Linked DNA regions of Mus musculus: region 2 is linked to region 1. A link is a contact called in public HiChIP or PLAC-seq data. All regions are on one chromosome and are shown on one strand. Each heading gives the region's core, a stretch centred on a gene start, on an enhancer-like site or on the middle of the called end of the contact. The rest is flanking DNA. Distances are from core to core; before and after follow the strand shown. Region 1 holds the start of Pcgf3 (polycomb group ring finger 3). Region 2 holds the start of Cplx1 (complexin 1).

What was found. HiChIP or PLAC-seq counts read pairs in DNA pulled down with a chosen protein or histone mark.
Region 2: a contact with region 1 is called in an H3K4me3 HiChIP or PLAC-seq map of embryonic stem cells, with 26 read pairs. The contact joins the promoter of Cplx1 here to the promoter of Pcgf3 in region 1. A contact is called at or near these places in 3 of 484 Hi-C or Micro-C datasets (the N1E-115 cell line, cerebellum and embryonic stem cells), 8 of 115 datasets of contacts at active chromatin or transcription factors (the SCID.adh cell line, bone marrow-derived macrophages, embryonic stem cells and 1 more) and 3 of 9 other capture datasets (adipose tissue, macrophages and pancreatic islet).

What each region holds. Positions count from the first base shown.
Region 1 is chr5:108,458,311-108,464,678 of GRCm38.p6, forward strand. Pcgf3 (polycomb group ring finger 3) reads left to right here and starts at 2,949. Exons shown (of 11, transcript NM_172716.5): 1 at 2,949-3,141.
Region 2 is chr5:108,547,203-108,554,315 of GRCm38.p6, forward strand. It overlaps Cplx1 (complexin 1), which reads right to left and starts at 2,825. Exons shown (of 4, transcript NM_007756.3): 1 at 2,687-2,825; 2 at 1,304-1,407. The coding sequence starts at 1,334.

The DNA.
Region 1 (6,368 bases), core at 1,699-4,198:
TCCCCTCCAGGTTTCCTGGCTTTATCAGGCTGGACAGAGCAGTCTTTTTATCTTATCCCACTGATAGAAGCCTCCTGGATCTCTCTAGACCACCAGAGCTTTCTAGTGATGCCTGCCTGGTGGACTTCAAGATCCCTCACCCTCTCCTTTTCCCCAATCTTCCCCAACTCTAAGTTTCCATGGAGGACTAACAATGCTAGGCTGAGAGCTTTGAAGAACTGTACAGATCAAGAGCCCTTACCTAGGCATGTGTATTGGCTTCCCCTAAGATTCACCCTTCTTTCTCTGGGTCCAAGACCTGGTTTCCTGACGTGTCTGTAAATTGACATTTGGCTTATTTGTTCAGTGTGTTAGTTGTTTAGGTGGGAGGGTCATACAGCTTTTGTATACTCATGCCTATTTTGCAGTGAGGGCTAGAGTCTCCATTATCCATGCTTTCAGCCACTGCAGGTAAATCAGCTCCACTATGGCCTTGAGGTGCAGGTGCGTAGTGTGCCCAGAGGCATCAGGAGAGCTGTGCAGTCTATGAGTGAGCACAAGAACAACAACAAGGAGTAGGAGGAACTAACCACAAGACAGGACCTGGGAGGAGTTTTACTCTTTTCTCTGCAATTGGCGGCCTCACACACTGTACCCAGGTGCTATAGGATTCTTTCAAGACAGCTAGGGGTAAGAGAGCAACCCAAGAGGAGAACATAGCTAAGTTAAATACTGCAGGGGTCACAGAGGTCATAACAGACCTTGAATTTAGTTCCAAATGTCTTGGAGCCCTGGGTCCAACATTTGTTGGAAGGCAGGGCAAAGCTGACAGGCTTAAGAGAGAACTTGCTTAGATGTAGAATCATAGAGTTAGAGAGACGGCTCAGCAGTTAAGAGCACACTAATCTGGGTTTCATTTCCACATGGCAGCTAAAAACAATTGTCTTTAACTCAGTTTTAGGGGATCCAATACTCTATTTTAGCCTCCAAGGAAACTGCACACATGTGGTATACAGACATGCATGCAGGCAAAAACACCCATACAATTAAAATAAAGATAATCTTTTGAAATGTTTTTTTTAAAAAGAGATATAGGGTCAGTTCACTCTGTTCTGGGTTAAGACAGCAGCCTAGGTGGGTGGGTGATGTGAAGACCATCATTACAGAGAACAGAGGGTTTACCAAGTACCCCAGAGAGGCTAGCTGGAGACAGAAGTAAGGAAGAAGGCATTCCCTCCCCTATCATCAAACTGAGCACCATAATTTCAGGTTTCTTCATTTGCTTGGCTGAACAAAAATATATACATGTACCTGTGAACTTAGTATCAAGACAGTCACATGATTTCAGGTCTCTTCTAGTCTCCAGAAATCTGGTTTCTGTCCTAGGTAAAGCCACTGGGTGGGTTTTGAGCAGGGAATTTCCCCCCAATTAATGCTTTATAAAAGCCACTATTTTGTGCTGAAAGTAGTCAGGGAGCAAGGACAAAACACAAGGATACTAGTTGAAAGCTATCTGCTCACCTAGGGATACAGGGTTAGGATTGGGGAAGGGACACATAGCTGGATTCTAATGTGTCAGCTGTTAGTTAGAGGAAGACTTCAGCGCTGGAAGGTGGGGGCCTAAAGTGGGCAACAACTTTCAGGAGAAACCAGAGGTTGTGTAAAGCGAGAGTTCCCTGAAGGTATCCCTGATAGACACAGAAGCAAGGTCTGAATCCTGGACCTAGAATGACATCTGAATATGGTCTTACCTAAGGCATGACAAGCCCATGTGAAGACAAGTGGTTTAAGGGTCTAGCTGTCTGTCAAGCTAGATGACTTCCTGAGATCTGTGCCCTAAGTCCAGGCCTGCTCATGGTCTTCTCAACAGTACCTCTTTGCTACCTCTAATACCAACACCAGATCCTCCATTATTCTAGGACTCTCCCTCAACCTTCTCCCCCATCAGTAGTCTCTCTGTGATACAAAGGCTGCCAGGCTTCAGTAGAGTATATTTGCCTTCCTGGGTGCCTATTCTGTTTTCCTTTCTTTCTTTCTTTCTTTCTTTCTTTCTTTCTTTCTTTCTTTCTTTCTTTCTTTCTTTCTTTCTTTCTTTCTTTCTCTGAGACAGGGTTTCTCTGTGTAGCCCTGGCTGTCCTGGAACTCGCTTTGTAGACCAGGCTGGCCTCGAACTCAGTAATCCACCTGCCTCTGCCTCCCAAATGCTGGGATTAAAGGCGATAACCCCTTTCAACCTCATTCTTTGCATGCCCCTTCTCCCAAACACCTGCTGGTTGGCCACCTTGCTGCTTCCTTGTCCCACCGCCTGTCTAGCATACAGCTGCCACAACCACTTTGTTTCCTAAGAACAGACTTCCAGTCCAGCATGGTAGGGCATTCCTTTAGTCCCAACACTTGGGAGGCAGAGGCAGGCGGATCTATGTTAGTTCGAGACCAGTCAGGGCAACACAGAGAAACCCTTTCTCGAAAATACAAGTAAACAAACAAACAAACAAACAAACAAGAACAGACTTTCTTTTCTCAGTTTATGCCCTCTGCCAGTCACAATGCACAGTGGACAACGGACAAATTGTGGGTTTCCACGGTCCGAAAGGCCAGCATAAGGGTCTCTCTGTGTCCACAGTGATTCCAAGAAAGGACAAAAATGTAAGCAGAAGGTTTATGGGGGTAGGAAACCCGTGGTCTAGATACTCCGGTTTCGTTCCTAACTCATGCAGTTGCCTGTCAGCGCGCGTCCTGAACAACCCGGCGGAGTTTCTCCAGGTAGTGCTTCTGACCACGCCTCCTGACCCACCTCTCACCTGTGACCACACCCCCGAGCTCCACCCTGCCTGTCTCGCCGAGCCAGCTTCCTGAGTCAATTGCTGCCTGCACGCGCCTGCGCTCTCTGGCCCCTCCTGCACCCCACCCCTATAGGCTCCGCCTTTCAGAGGCCCCGCCTCTCTCGTTTGCGAGGTGGGAGCTGAGCCACACACTGCGCATGCTCCAGCCGCGGCGCCCCCGACTCCGCACTCGGCTGGGTTCGGGCATTTCCGCCTCTTTGTTTTAAACTCTGCACGGCTTTTTTCTCCTCCTCTTGGGGGGGACCCAGAGGGAGCGGCGCCCCCTCCCCCTCCCGGCGAGCCCCCGCGTGCGCCCGCTCGCCCGCCGCCCGAGACGCAGGTCAGTGAGCCCGCCCCGCCTGGCCTGGCCCGCGCGCCCGCTCCTCAGGCCGCGGGCCTCGGCCCATGGGCGGCAGAAGGCTGCGAGCCCAGCGCCCCCGGCAGGCCCGGGAGGCGGGACCCTAAAAGCCTGCGAGAAGGCCAGGACTTCTCGCAGGTCTGGACCCCGGGAGGGCAGAACCCAGGGCCATGCTGGATCCCGGAACAATCTGGACCCAGGGAGGACAGGGACCTTGGACCAGACAGAACCCGGGGAAGAGCCTGCACAAGGCTGGACCCTTGACCAGGCTAGACCGGGGTGGGCAGAATCCTAGACCAGGCAGAACAGCAGCCGAGGTGGATTCCGAGCAGTCTGGACCCCGAGAAAACAGGACCTAGGGAAGACAAGGAGCTCAGTCCGGCTAGACCTGGCACCAGGCACGATTCCAGAGAACAGGACCCCGGAAGAACAGGAGTCTGGGCCAGGCTGGATCCAGGGGGATCAGGACCGCAGACCAGGCAGGACCCAGGACCAGGCCAGAATTACTGAGGGCTACTCACTGAACAGTCCTTAGGACTGGGCAGCTCTCCCATAGTTCTGGGACCCCAGGACAGGTGGAGCCCCGACTCTTGGAATGGACACTTGGGGGAGGGTCAGTATTAGAGACCTGACAAGAGTCTAGAAAAGGTCATTGAGGAAGAATGGCTCCCAGGACCTGGCAGGACTTAGAAAATGGCAGAATCACTTAGATGGGCCAACTAATGATAGATTACAGAGGAGGGTTAAGACCCTGAGACCACCCCACAGAGGGCCAGGGTGCTGGGACAAGGCCATAGGAAGGTCAGATCTCCCAGGGACAAATCGGCTGTAGAGAGCTGGGAAATCAAGGCTGGCTCAAAGGAATCTGGACCACTGTGGCAGTCCTTTGAGCAGTTTGAGGCCCTGAGGGTGAACTGTGAGGAGAGTTCAGAATATAGATAGGCTTCAGGACAAACAGGACCAAAGGTGGGTCCCTTTAAAATGAAAGCCTTGGAGCTGAACCGTGAGGATGGTCCTCAGGGATTACTTAGATAATAGTTGGAACTTTAAGGCAGGGAGGGCCTAGGACTCTAGTAATTGACCCCCGAACTCTGCTGAAAAGACTACTAGGCATTGGGAGGTTTCGATCAGCCCAGCCACAGGGAACCTTTGCTATGAAGTGCTTACACTCCCCACAGGTCCCCTAGCTTCTTGATGTTACAGAGTGGGTGAGGCTCTCAGCACAGTTGCAAGGCAAAGTTGGAGCTCAGCTGGGCTCCAAGGACTCAGGTATCAAGGGCATGCCCTGTGCTTGCTGCTTCATGCCCCAAGCCTCCAAGTTGCCTTTCGTCTGGTCTCCCCAGCTCCTACAGGACTGTGCCTTTCCCTAGTCTTGACCCCAGGTCAGTGGCTGTACCTTCACCCTCCTTCCTCCTCTCCCAGCAGGTCTTGAGGGTGTGGTGTAGAGAGGCTAGAGGCTAGGTGTCCAGTGGGGAGGAGGCCTTCCAGGAATAGGTAGGAAGGTGAGGGCAGTGAGCAGAGAGGACTGAGGGCCTTTTGAATAGATGAACACCTAGCACCCACACTCCTGTTTCTCTCCTAGAAAGGAAAGAGTTTTTGTTTCTCTGAAATCTTCCCAGCCAGTCTGTCATGGAGAACACAATATTTGTGGAAAAGTGAGATGTGTTTTTACTGTTGTGGGAGACACTAGGGCAGGTACTGAGATGTTCACTGAAAACCTGATATGTTTCAAGATAAGAAAGCAAGGCATTCTAGAGTGGCCTAGCTCCCACACAGACCTGGGTGGTCAACAATGGCTGTGTTGCTCTGTGGAAGTTCTGCTCTGTCAGGCTGCACTTAAAAGTGCTGGAGACAGGGTGAGAGCAAACTCTGGGCTGTTTGGATTCCTAAGAGATATTTGAGCTGGCCAGTTCTATGTTTCATTTTGAGCCACATCACGGTTTGGTTTCTCAGGGAAAAACAAGTCTAGGTTTCTTAGCATGGGTGTCAACTGAGTTGTGTTCAAAGTGGAAAGTTGTTATTTGCCAAGTGTCCTCACACTTGGGAATCTTGTACCGAGCGCTTACCTCTGATTTTTTTCTTTGCTGTGCCCTTTATTGTATTTTGCTGTGTGAAATGTTAGACAAGAACTGAGCATTTGTTTAGGTTTGATGGTGATCTTCAATTTCCTATGCTTGGATTTCTGAACATAGAATGGTATTGAAGGGTTATATTATTTATATGTTGCTATATAACAAGCTACCTTAGAATGTAGTGCCCTAAGATACCTAAGATATTGGTTCTGCTAGAAGGTGACGAGCCCAGGCCTGACTTTTCAGGTTTCCTGGCCAGGTTCCTTGGTCAGGGTACTAGTTAGGTCAGTAGAAGGTGGATCAGGCTCTGCAGTATTGCTGTCAGCCAGGCACTTAGCAAGTTTTAAGTATCATGTGGCCCATACCCTAGAAAATTTCATAAACAAATTAAGAGTTATGTGTAGATGCAAACATGATCTCTCACAACTGTAATCCCAGCTCTTGGGAGCTGAGACAGTTTCAGTGAGTTTGAGTTTGAAGCAAACCTGCACTACAGTAGTGAATTCCAGACCGATTTGGCCTATAGAGTTAGATTCTATCTCAGAAAATTGTTGTATGTAGAATGGTGTGTTAGAATAAGGCCTCTAAATAAGGTATATAAGGTTCCTTTGATGTTACTATAAAAGTTCAGATGATTGTAATGCATGCATGTATACCATTTAAGAGGCATCTGCTATAAAAGAAAAGGTTCCTGGTAGTTAACTTACTATTTGGAATGCTCTGGCAAGCAGACCCCTGTGGATAAAGTGGGGTGGATATAGGAGCATAGCATCTAACCTCTGAGTGAGGGTTTTCCAGTATTCTCAGAGCCTTGGCAAGTTATTCTGAAAGAAATTATAAGCCAACCCTCTAGATTTTCTTAACCATCTTAAATAATATGGAGAAAGTGTCTTTTCTGATACATTAGGTCTCATGCACTAGGTTATAAGTGACTTTCAAAATAGTAAGATGTGAGGTTCTGAAAAAGTTGGGATTTCTGTTCCTTGTGGGAATACTATGCTCAGAGACCTGCAGACAGGAGCCCTTTCTCCCAGCCCAGGTCTGGGGTAGGGGTGGAATACTAATCAGAGTACTTATCCAAGGTCGTTCTGGATACTCTTGTCCCTGATGGCCACTTCCCTGTCATTGCTGGACTTT
Region 2 (7,113 bases), core at 1,575-4,074, 89 kb after region 1:
AGCCACAAAATTAATTGTCTGTAGCAGCCTGGGACTTTCTGGGTATAACACGGGTCTCTTCTGATACAGGATGCTGGCTTGTCCCTGAATCCTGTCCCGGTGATGTAATCATTATAATTAGATTCAACCTGAGTCTACCACAGTCGTGAACTCTCAGCAAGCACACTGGGTCTCCTTTTCATCACATATGAGTGAAGTCACAGACACCCTCTGGGAGATGCCTATTTCTGCAGACTTCTCCTCTTTCCTGGCCCCAAGGTCCCCACCAGCTTTCTCTCTGTGAGTGTTCCCCTTCCCTTTTCCATACCAGCAAAAGATGCCTAGCACATTCCAGCTCAGACCCACACCAGTCAAGGGGCTCCCCTGCAGGCCACAAGGACTCTTCAATAGTAAAGTTGGTGTGAACTCTCAGCCCTGAGGGTACACAAGGGTATCGGGGCACCCAGAGCAGGTAGCTCTGAACAAACATGAATTCCACCTAGGGCGATCTCAACCTCTACAGGCTTGAGCTGACCAAACTGCCCTGCTGAAACCCATTGCAGCCAGATGGGTACCAAACCTTCGGCTCACTGGTTCAGCACCTCCAGCACCTCCTGGCCAAGAGCTCAGTTGACTGTCCTCTACCAGCTTCTAGTCCTACTGTTGCTAGCTACAAAGATGGCTTTGGGCCAAGTGAGGACAGGACTCTTTTCAAATAGTGAGTGAGCAGGCTGCCCTCACGCAACGACATAAAAGGAAGCTATATATTCTCTGCAGAAGGGGTCTTGGTTGCATAGCTATCCCTTCTTGTCCTTGTGAATAGTACTGTGTCTTACCTGGGAGAAACCCATAGAGCCCAATGCCACAGTTGGGATCACCCAAATCCTGTTTCCTAACCCAGTCCTGGTGCACAGTTTGTTCCCAGGACTGACAGAATGAGGGCTGCTCACAAGCCTTGTTAGGATATCTGCCTTGATCAATGCTGCTTGGCTCTTGATGTGTCTCAGGATGACCAGTGGGTTCCACTGCACCATGGCATGGGGACATGGGGCCATATTACACAGCACGTCCTCCCCATATCTCATATTAAATCCCAAGGCTTGAGTCACCAGGGGATTCAAAAGTACTGGGCTGGGGGACTGCCTTAGGCTTGTTCAGAGTGTAAGCAACCATCTGCAGAGCCTGTGCGTGAGGTCAGAAGTGGTCATGCAGCCATGTGTTTTCGTGCCACTGCAGTGGTGGAGACATGTCTCTCTGAGTATCAGGTGTCTGTGTATCGCTGGAGGCCCAAACCCATGCGCCCCCCCCCTTGCCCACCTCCTACCTCCCAGGGCTTGTTTCATCACGAACTCCATGGTGATGGCTTGGTTCCTCAGGAGCCACTCCCGGGGTCAGATTTCACATTCAAGTGTGGTCAGGGTCTTCTGCCTAGAGAGAGTAGGTGGTCATAGGTACCCTGACCAACCTTTCCTGAGACCCTCATCTACTCCTTGCTCTCCTCTCCACTATCCCAAGAGTCTAGGGTGAGAGGCTTTGTTCCCACACCCAGACCAGGATGGCAGGGTTCAGAGCCCAGCCAAACCAACAGTTATCTTGCTTCTTCTGGGGTTTCTGAAGGAAGCTTTTAGATGCCACTGCAGCTCACAACCTGGGGCCACCAGTTACTGGAGACTGGCGCCAGCCTCCTCAAGCGGGGGTGGAGCCCAGGGGGCATTTGAAGGTCAATGCTCCGCTGTAGCACCCAGGTTCTGGCTGCTCAGCCTCCTTGGCAGTTTTGGAGCTGTGGGGCAGGGGTCCCTCTGGGGAAGAATTGGAGAGACAAGTCCATGAATGTCCCTCAGGAAAGGTCCTTATGACTTCTGACTAGTCTCAACTATATCTGTCTCTAGAGAGACTCTGGAGGCCCACAGCAGAACTGGCCCTGGATGGAGTCCCCGTCTTCCAGTGGGAGGGGAAACAGATGACCCACTCCTGCTTCTGCATGGGGTAGGGCAACCCAAGTCAGAATGCCCAGCGTGGACTAAAGTGCCAGCAGCATTTAGAAAGGTGCTTTCTGTAATGCCAACAGCTGCAAAGACATCCCTCTTTGTAGAGTCTTTCCTATCAGGGAACCTGGTCCTGAGGGATCCAGTGTTTCACAGGTTTCTCTCTGCGGAATGAGACCCGAAGGGGTGCCAGGCAGGAAGAGTGTCCGAGAAGCTAGGGGTTCAGGGATGCCTTTGCAGCAAAGCCAATTGCCTTCTAAACTTCTCTCTGTTTCCGGGAATCGGGGGATGGGGGCTCCGCAGGGCCAGCTGTAGAGAGGCTAGGACGCTGCGGAGATTCCGCAAAGACCAAGGCATCCCGTTCTCTCGCGGCCGCCGCACCCTTTGCTTTGCTGGGCGAGGTGCCCGACCGGAGCACGGCCTCAGGCCGGAGCGCGCCAGGGAAAGAAGAAAGAAAGAAAGAAAGAAAAAAGATGCCTATGGGAAAGGGAATCAAGGGCCGTTTCAGCACCTCACGATGGACAGCGCCTTTCAGGCTGAGCAACCTTGGGTCTGAAAGACAAGGAACCAAGAGTAGGGGAACCTAGGATATGGGTAGGAGACCCACGGCTAGAAAGCGGGGATCCAGAAAGGGAAGCCCAGGAGTCGGGAAGAAAACTGGGCTGGGAAGGGGAAAGGAGGGAGCCGGTTAAGGTCGGACTGGCTGCTAGGGCGCCGGTTACCTTCCAAGGTGGACGATCAACAGCAGCGCGCTCTCAGGCCGGCGGGGTCCATGTGGCGCTCTGTGCTGCTGCGGCGGCTGAAGGACACCGCGAGGAGGGCGCGTCACTCAGAGGCGCCCCCGCCCGCGTCCCGCATGACGAGGAGGGCGGGGCTCGGCGGAGGTAGGGGGGGCAGCCGCGCCCCCGGTTCCCAGATCCTGGCCTGGCGCGCGCGACAGCTGCATTAGGGGCCCCTCTTTGGCCTGGGCCACTCTCTCCACACCGGCTTGGAGACCCTCCTGAAGTCCTACTGAAGCGCCCTCCTGAAACGCTGGGAGAATGCAGGGATGGGGTCACCATCCCTAATCTACCAACCACGTTTGCTCCTGACCGGGTTTCTTTGCTCTTTGCTGGCAGGGCGGGAGAAGGCGAGCACAGCCCGAGACCCCCGATCGAGCAAGATAGGCCCACACATCCAGGCTTCTCCGGTGTGCAGAGCCGCCAAATGTGGCTTTGGTGGGATAGAAACCCCAGTCAGTCAGGGACGCCTGAAGGTCACTGCGGACATGGATGGGCGGGGGCTCCTGGGAGACAGCCACAGCCCCGCCTCTAGGCCGCCCCTTCCCCTGGCACCGGGATTTCAACTCTGCGGCAGCTGCACTGCAGAGCCCAGTGGCCACAAGGTTGGCCTGGTATCCCTGCAGTTATCCTGGGGGGCTTCTGTGAGGCAATCGTCTTCGCAGAAGTCAGAGCATGTGGGGACACCTAAGCTGTTTTTTATTCTGGCTAGCCAGGTGGTAATTCCTGACCCGCAGAGTCTAGTGCTGATGGCCATTGCTTTAACTGTTAATGTTCCTCCTGGCTGAGTCATTCTTAAGGATTAGGTTGTTCTTGACCTTCACCCAATTCAGTGAAACTTCTTGCCTCATGAGTATTCCCCCTTCACCAACATTCCAAAGCTGCCCCAGGGTGCTTGGTGGCTTGAATTCGAGGGCTAGGGGTGGGGAGTAAGGGAGGGTCCATTCCAGACTTGCTTTTATCAGTTTTTGTTCCTTTGACCTAGCAGATTCAAAGTAGAAGAGACCAGGAACGGAGCTGGAGTGGAGACAAGAAGAGAAAGTGTTAAGCCCCACACCTTCTGCCCTGACTTCAGCCTGGGGCCCTGGAGTTAAGGATACTGTCTGATCCCACTGGTGAAGTGCCTGCACTGCACACAGGCATATGCCTAGGAGGAGAGGATCATTTAGGAAGTTGGGCATGACTCACATCAGACACAGAAGAGTTAAGTCTCCCAGTGCCCTTCCTACTGGCACTGTCCATCTCAGTTCACCCACCACACTCATGGTAAGGTTGGTTGATGCCCAGAGCCTTGTTCAGGCCCAGGACTGATGTCCTGTGGAATGGGGTCACCTGCACACAGATGTGCCCAGTCTGGCTCATTCTGTGTTTTCGGAGTCTATAGTAGCTAGCAAAAGCAAGGGCCACAGCAAGACAGACTCATTACTTCTCACCTGCTTTTCTTCTCCCCGCCACGCCACCAGATGGACCTGACCTTCTGTCAGCAATCCCATAGAAGACCCTGGGTTAACCTCTTGAGACAAAGCAGGCCAACCTAATCCATTCATAGTCCTGAGCCCAGCTGAGATTATTAGAGGCAAAGGACCCTAGGACTAGTGGGCTTCCACTTTTACTTCCTCTGTCTCTGGCTGTCTCTGCCTTCCTGTGTCTACCTTTGTCTCTCTATCGTCTCTATATCTGCTGTTCTTGTTTTTATGTCTCAGTGTATCTCTCTTTGTTTCTCTGTCCTAGCTTTTTTTCCCTCCCTCCTGTATGGGTGTTTGTCTGCATGTCTGTGGACCACATGTGCATCTGGTGCCCACAGCATCCAGGAAAGAGTGTTGGATCCCCCTGGGACTGGAGTTACAGATAGTTGTGAGTTACCATGTGGGCACTGGAAATCAAACCTGGGTCCTCTGAAAGTGCAGCCAGTGATCTTAACTATCGAATCATCTCTCCAGTTCCCTAGTTTAATTTTGTATATGTGTTGTTTTGGTATTTATTTATTTATTTATTGGGTTGTTGTTTTCAAAGAGGTTCTCATGTGTTACAGGCTGGTTTTGATATATAGGCAGTGATGACTTTTGTATTTGACCTTCACACTCCTGGCATCACCTTCCAAGTCCTCAGAGTACAGTACAATGCCATTCCCAGACTCTGCTGAGGGAAACAGGCAAGGAGAGTGACAGTCTCAAGTTTGAGTGAGAGAACCCTGGGAGATGGCAGTTGCTTGGGCTTGAGAAATCGTTCAGTGCAGTGCTACCCTAGGGAGAAGGCTCCATAACTGCCTGCCAAGCTGAGGTGTGGACCATAGCTAAGGCTGGCTTTTACAAGCTACCTAGACCTCTAAACCTATAATACAAAGAGGCAACATGGCAAAAGGCCTCTGCCTAACTGACCAGCCATCTGGAGTAGACAAGGCGTCTTTAAAGCAAGTCGACCTGGCTGGCCTCAAACTCACAGAGTTTGAGATCACAAACTCACAGAGTTTGAGATCACAAACTCAGCAGAGATTCTTCCGTTTCTACCTCTCAACTGTTGGGAATTAAAGGGATGCACTATCCATTCCTGATAGCTTCATTACTATTTTAATATTTTTGTTTGAGATATCTCTATATAAATGGAATTGGGGGGGTTGTGAAGAGATGGCTCAGCAGATAAGAGAGCTTGCTGTTCTTACAGATGATCCAGGTTCAGTCTACAGACTTCTAGCTGTACAAAGGATCCCAAGAACCTAGTGAAAAAGACTGGTTTGTTGAAGATCCAGGAGGTGAGAGTTCCAGGATCCAGAGGACTTGTGTATTAGGACAGACAGGAGGCAGATAGTGATAGGAAAAGGTGAAAATGGATAAATGGCCAAGTGATGTAGACATCATGGAGGAGCTAACAACCAGAGGTCAGCCCTGGACACCATATGCATTTGTTTACAGATAATTGCTGGCTGAGGGGCCTGGGACAGAGAAGGGACACCTTGCTCATCTGTCCCCTTTACAGGTGCTTCAGAGGCTCCACTACCAGAAAGCACAGAATGTGAGGGCTGAGAGGGCCTCCTAAGGTTGACAGAAAACCCCTCTGAAGGGTTGTCTACCAGGCTGGGGCAGTGCTAACACAGCACTGGCAGGCCTTGTCCTTTCCCCTTCCCTCTCCCTTGCTAAACTGTTAGATTGCATTCCTAAGCTAGTTCTCAAGGTCTCTTCCCTTATTTGGCCACTTCCTTAAGCCTGACTAAAACTCCAAGGTTCAGGAATCAACATTCACATTTTGGCTATACTGGTTAACTGGTCCAATCAGCTCTTACCAACTCATCCTAACACAATTTTTCTTTGTCCCCTTAAAAATCCATCCCTACAGAGACACCTGCTGTCTTATTCCTAACCAGAGGAAGTCTACCTCACCCCCCACATCTCTAGGGTAATAAATTTTTGTGCTGAGAACTTGGTGTCTGGGTATGTTTGTTCAGACTAGGAGGGTACAGAGCACCCTCCACTTTGATTCCTGGGCAATGTAGGTTGCTCCAGAGGATGGTAAGGACAGGCTGCTCTGTTCTAGTCCCACTCTGGTCTCTCTGGAAATCTTTACAAAGCCCCTTCTAAGGAGGCTATCCATCTGCCTATGCAGGTTCTGAGAGGCAGGTGCCCTCCCTGCTCTGGGTCCAGAAAGGATCCCAGAAGAACTTTTAGGGTTCTTGGAGTTTTCAGTTCTGGTGTGGGGCCTACCGGCAGGGGACTACAGGGGTATCTTTGTCAACTGATTGATCTTCTTCAAGGCATTGGTCCAGGAACTTCAAAGAAAATTAATAATTCAGCGCCCTGAATAATGCAGACCTAGGGTGGGTGCACCATCTGTGAATACATTTCATGCTGGGTCCCGTGATTACTTAAAAGAGCAACACGTGAGACACAAGATGGAGAATTGCAGTTGCTTATCTGGCTGGGCAGCGGGTAGGGTTATAGGTGGAGGGGATTTCGGGTAGAGAATCTATTCTATTCTGCCTCAGTGAATTCCATGGGCCTCCTGCTACTGCTGCCCAGCCAGTGGCTAGCTAACAAAATCCAGCCTCTGAGATCCTAGAATCAGAAGTAGGGATGCTGCCCTCACTGGTGGCCAGCAATCCTACACTGGGTTCTACTATTACCAAATCATGTACTTCTGAAACTGTCTAACATTAAGAAGCATGGTAGCTGCCCCAAGGTCTTGACTCAACCTTGCTCAGACCTAGAGCCTTGTCAGAGAGGCTTGGGACTCCTCTCCAGGCTCAGAGGGAGAACCTAGTCAACACACAGAAGGACCTCAAGCTGGCTGGTGTCCTGGGTCATCTCAAGTTTCTCTGCAGGTGTGTGGTGGCCTCGGTACTCTGGCACTCAACACCAGTTGTTACTTCTTCTGATCTC